Regions from separate parts of the Mus musculus genome. Here region 2 is linked to region 1. The links are chromatin contacts, called in public promoter capture Hi-C maps. All regions are on one chromosome and are shown on one strand. Each heading gives the region's core, a stretch centred on a gene start, on an enhancer-like site or on the middle of the called end of the contact. The rest is flanking DNA. Distances are from core to core; before and after follow the strand shown.

What was found. Promoter capture Hi-C pulls out the DNA fragments that hold promoters and counts their contacts.
Region 2: a contact with region 1 is called in a promoter capture Hi-C map of pre-B cells, with 4 times the contacts expected there. The contact joins the promoter of Nup153 here to the promoter of Ranbp9 in region 1.

Annotation. Positions count from the first base shown.
Region 1 is chr13:43,479,613-43,482,473 of GRCm38.p6, reverse strand. Ranbp9 (RAN binding protein 9) reads left to right here and starts at 1,501. Exons shown (of 14, transcript NM_019930.2): 1 at 1,501-2,062. The coding sequence starts at 1,546.
Region 2 is chr13:46,726,353-46,729,213 of GRCm38.p6, reverse strand. It overlaps Nup153 (nucleoporin 153), which reads left to right and starts at 1,365. Exons shown (of 22, transcript NM_175749.2): 1 at 1,365-1,854. The coding sequence starts at 1,741. The region is part of intron 1 of Gm46412 (a long non-coding RNA gene); the gene reads right to left.

The DNA of each region.
Region 1 (2,861 bases), core at 252-2,751:
AGTTTTAGTGTTTTTTAAATTCAGTGGCGTCATGTAAACATGCTGTGATTTGTTAAAAAAAATGTAGAGCCGAGGTTAGAGTTATGGGGCATTTTATTACTAATGAACAATGGAGTGTCTAGTGTGGGTAATTTAAGATGGAAATTAGGCAGAAGGACTGCTACAACTGGCTAGGCGCTATGTCCATGGGAGTCTTCGATTAAGTCACCATTGACCCATTCGCTTCAAAAACAAAATAACTAGTTCTCTATTAACCAACCATTCCATGCTTATACGGTCCAATCAGAGCCAGCATATCATCTCCGGAAGCTAACACAGCATCGGAATCTGTACCATGTAGATTATGGGAGTGAAGCCTGATTTTTGCCGGGCTAAGGAAAGGGTAGGTTAAACAAAGGGAAGTGCCGAAAACAGACTAGTAATGCTATGTGGGGGTCAGAGAGCAACACTTGGCAAATTGTGCCACACGGGTTGACCAAGCACTCTACTGAGAATTGCAAAGTAGGAAGTCTCCTTTTTTAAAACTCTGCTGACCTCAGTAAATATTTCCATGTTTAAAAAAAAATGGGCATAATTCTCTGCTACCTAACAAAGAGGCCTATGATGAGAATTAATGAGCTTATAAAATGTTTTGACGTCTGTCTCCAGAAGCCCTTCCTAAACGCTCACACAGTTCGCATTCCTGCCCTTTGACGATCTGCCCGTCTTGATTGGTATTCCTAACGTGGCTGTTTCTCCCCCATTAAGTTCACTCGGACTCCTCATAAATTAATTAATTAACGAGAGGGTCACTCATGAAGCGGGAGACTTCGCCTTCAGAAATGGTTTCCAAGGGCCCTTTATTGACCCGCTAGCTAGGCGGTAAGGCGTTAGAAACCCCGGGCTCAGCTCCCGGCGGCGCAGCAGGGCTCGATTGCTCTCGCCTGGGCGCGCTGCGGCCTCCCGGCGGCTGAGGGGGACGGCCCGTCGAGACGCGACGAGGCCGCCGGTCGGCGCAGCTAGGATCCCGCAGCCACCGGAGGCCCGCGGCCGAACCCGCGCCCGCGTCCTCGCCCGCGCCGGCGAGCCCCAGGCCGCGGAGAAGGCCGTCCGCGCGCGCACCAGGCCCGCCCCTCGCGCCGCGGCCCGCCTCCTCGCCTGGCGCCGCCCGCGCGCAGCGTCTCGCGCCGCCCGCCCGCTCGCTCGCCCGCCGGGAAACAGCCGCGAGAGCAGCGGCCGCCGCGGCCGCTCGCACCTCCTCGCAGTCTCTCTTCCCCGCTTCACCGCGTCGCCCAGGGCCGCGCGCCCTTCCGCCCGCTCCCCTCGCTGTCCCACCGCATCGCTCCCGGTCGCGTGCCCGCCAGCGCCTGGCCAACGCTCCCTCGCGCCCGCCCGCGGTCGGTCTCCTCAACCGCCGCGCTCCGCCGGGCCGCGCGGCCCGCCGCCTGCTTCCGGGGCGGGCGGACTCTGGGCGCCTGGTGCCGGCGGCCGCAGCGACAGCGCCCCCGGGAAGCGCAGGAGGAAGCAGGGACGAGTGGAGGTGCCGCAGGCTGAGTCGCGGCCGGGATGTCCGGGCAGCCGCCGCCACCGCCGCCGCAACAGCAGCCGCCGCCGCCGCCGCCCGCCGCCGGGGCCCCGGGCTCCGGAGTCGCCCTGCCCGCGGCCGCGGCCGCCAGCGCCGGCTCCTCCCCGGCCGGCTCGCCCGGTGGAGGCTTGGGGGCCGCAGCGGCCGCCCTGCTGCTCCACCCGCCGCCGCCGCCGCCGCCTCCCCCGGCCACCGCCGCGCCGCCGCCCCCCGCCTCGGCGGCCGCCCCCGCCACCGCGCCGCCCGGCCTGGCGGTGGGCCCCGGCCCGGCCGCAGGCGTCCCGGTCCCGGGCCTGGCGGCGGGCAGCAGCGCCGCTGCCCCTTTCCCGCACGGCGACTCGGCCCTCAACGAGCAGGAGAAGGAGCTGCAGAGGCGGCTGAAGCGCCTCTACCCGGCTGTGGATGAGCAGGAGACGCCGCTGCCCCGGTCCTGGAGCCCGAAGGACAAGTTCAGCTACATCGGCCTCTCGCAGAACAACCTGCGGGTGCACTACAAAGGTACGGGGCGCGGGGTCCGGCGGAGAGATCGGACGGTGCGGGGCGAGGCTCTGGGCGAGGGAAGGTGAGAGTGGGGTCCCAGGTGGGAAGGAGCTGGGATCCCTAGGCCCGGAGCTGGACGCTTTGAGGGAATCCGGGATGACCAGACACATCGCACCTTCTGATTTCCTGGAGATAAATCTATGGGCCGGAGTTGGGTTACATTGTTCTCCAGGTGGAGGGTCAGGCCATCTCCTCTTACGCAGCAGGGGTGAGAGGCACGATTCCGAGGTACAGTTTCTAATTAAGGGAGAACAGAGATCCACAGGAGGGGGAGGGAGGCGTGATCAGTGGAGGATTTGTCCCAAATTAGGCCAGAGATTGTCTAGGGGGACAAAAGGACAAGGGGCCCAAGTTGGCCATCATTGCACCTTACTGAAAGCAACTGGGAGAGGAACCTCAGGATTCCCTGTTTTCTTCGGGGAGCAGACCCCCCCCCCCTCCGGATTGGAAATGCCCCGTGTTTCCGGGTTGGTGTTACATGAAGTTTTGTTGAAAACAAGGGTTTTAAAACATACCGATTAGCATTTTCAAAAACAAAAAACAAAAAAAAAAAAACCAAAACTGGCTTATATTTTGCACCTGCAGTTAACAAAGTTAACCACCTTAGGCTGCTGCTTTCTCCCATCCCCACTTTTTCCTAGGTTAAAACAAAGCTTTAAGCAAACTGGTTGTATAGAAGATTATAAATGCCAGTAAGGGGTTTTTGAAATGTAGCTCAGATTAATGGCATACGTCAAGTTTAGCTGTGTGGAAGGGG
Region 2 (2,861 bases), core at 116-2,615, 3.2 Mb before region 1:
CGATTCTTTTTCCTAATCATAGTTACTTATTTCATAAAAACAAAAAACAAAAAAACCCTGGGTTATAGTCCTGGCTTTGAGTGCCCAATTAGATATCCACCCTCTTTTATTTTTTTCCAAGTCAGTTCTCTATGCAGCCCTAGCTGTCTTGGAAAACGCTTTGTAGACCAGGCTGGCCTTGAAGTCACAGAGATCCATCTACATCTGACTCCTGAGTGCTGGGATCAAAGATGTCTGTCACCAGCCAGGCTCTAAATCGATACCCTTAATGGTGCCCCTTAAATTTTCTTGGTTTCCATATAGTCCATTGAATGACTAGGCTGGACCACATGATCACACAGACCTTTTGTCTAATGCCTGCATCTTTAACACGGTGTATCCGGTCTTTGAGGATACATTGTTTAGTCACCTAACTATAATATTAACTGAAGCAAATATATGTTTACTAGGGATATATGAGTCACCCTTAATGTGTGTTGATTGCATAGGTCATAATTGCAACCATTTACTGCGTTTCTTGTATACCAGGAAATCTACTGGGTGCTCTCTACACAGACGACCGCACTAGCTCCCCACAACTTTATAAGGTAGATTTAAATAGTAGAGTCATCCAAGGTCAAGTTTGTAAGTAGTGAAGCAACTCAGAATGCCAGCACGGTGTGTGTTGACAACAAAGCCCTTATATGTTTAATGAAACAGTAATGAAGTTGTATTTTTTGCTTTCGTTGAGACAGAATCTCACTATGAAGCTGAGGGTAATGTGTAACTAGCCATTCCCCTGTGTCTGCCTCCCAAGTGCCAAATGCCTTTCCTACTTTGTTTTTGGCCTGGGGATCGCGGCCACGGTTAATTTCAACGCGGTCTCCCCCCCCCCCCCCCCGGATTGTGATGCATTATGGTTCTTTGATTTTACTGTTTACTTCCATTCGGCTTATAATTGATGAATGGGAGATTACAGTATTCGTGTCGAGTGCCCTTCTGAATCTAAACAAGCAGCCAACCGCCGCCAAATGACCCGGGCTTTGTGCCTCTGCGGTGCTCCGTGGGTGTCCTTCCGCTATAGCCTGCCTTTCCGAGAATCCGCGTTCTGGCCAGAAAAACTACATTTCCCAGAGGCTCCCACGACAGGGAGCGCGGGCTCGGCCAACCCTTCCTTCCTTCACCCATCCCCCCCCGCATTGTCGCAGCGTGATGACGCAAAGCGTCGGTCGCGGAGGAGTGACGGTGTTCTGGCTCGCGACCGGGGCGGCCGCCTCAACAGCGGTAATAGGCGCAAGAGCGGCGGCGGCGGCGACGACTGCAGGGACGACGACGGCGGCGGCGGCGGTGGGGCGGGCGCAGCGCGCACAGGGGGAGGGGTTGGCGGGCGGCGCCAGCGGCCTGGACTGCGGCAGCGACGGCCAGGGCGACTGAAGAGGAGCCTCTAGCAGCGGGCGGTCGAGCTAGGCCTCAGCGGCGCCCGGAGCTGCTCGCGCCGGCCTCGGCGGGAGATCTCCATAGAGACGGTGACAAACACAGACGCGGGGGTCCGCACGCGGCCGGCGCTCCTCAGCCACCTCGGGGCCCTCAGCCGCCGCCACCGCCTTCCTCGCCGCCGCGCGCACTCTCAGTTCCCGCTCGCTCCCTCGCGGTTCTCGCTGTGTCTGTGTGTCGCCTAGGGCCGGGCGGGGGAGGCCCTCAGGCCGCCGCCTCTGCCTCTCCCGCCCGGGAGCGGTAGTGGGAGGCCGCCCAGGCTCCGCCATGGCCTCGGAAGCCGGAGGCATAGGAGGGGGCGGCGGCGGCGGCAAGATCCGGACTCGTCGTTGCCACCAGGGGCCGGTGAAGCCTTACCAACAGGGGCGACCCCAACACCAGGTACGGGACCGGTACGCCGTGGCGACTGGGCGGCTCCGGGCGGTCTCTTTGGGGGGCGGTGCGAGGACCCGGCGGCCCCACGTGGAGGGGACCAGAGGGCCTGAGGCTGGACCCGGGTGGCGACGGGAAGTGGGTAGAGCCTGGCCGGGCCTGGCGGCAGACACGTGGGATGCGAGCGGCCTCTCCCAGCCCTCCCGCCCAAGGGCTTTCCCTGGCGGGCACAGGGCGGGAAAAGAAATCTCAGGCTTCGGATATTCGGGCTGCTGCTGCTGCTGCTGCTTCTTCTTTTTTTTTTTTTTTTTTGGCGGGTTTTTGGGGGTTAAATGGTATTCCTCACGACCTCACGAAGGGAACAAGGGAAAGATGTGGCAACAGGCCCATCCGCTGGCAGGCTTTTTCTTTCTTGTGTTCCCGGGTTCAGGGTGCGCGGGGAGATTAATCTGCCACCGCGGCCCGGAGAGACTTGGGGAGGGGGCGCTGTTACCCATATCGTGGAATAATTTCGGTTTTAGACGCGTTAAATCATTAATGGTAGTCCGGTCCCCTCGTCTGTCTGCTTGGCCTTTCCAGATCGGAACACACTGGTTTAGCTTCTCATCCTTTCCTCTCTTAACTGAGTTATAGTTATGTGGCACTGAGGCGTTTTGAAAGTCCCTCGCCGCTCTTACGTCTGGTCTCTGATGCGTGGTTCTTCCCTCTCTTCTCTCCACCCCGCTCTATATACTGAAGACCAGAATCATCCACTCTCTACAGTTGACCAGTTCTTCAGCTCTGATCTCATACACCAAATATTTTTAATACTGGGCGTTTTCTAGAAGTTTAAGGTATTTCGGGCTCACCAGGGGTGTTACTTAAGCCACCGTATGCCTTCTTTGGGTGTTTATAAAAATGTCGATTCTTGTTGTAAACGAGATAGTTGGTTCAGAGAACACTTTCAGTTATTAAAAATTGTGAGAATTAAAACGTTAAAAACTCACTTTAACGAAGCCACTTTTTAAAAGTAGGAA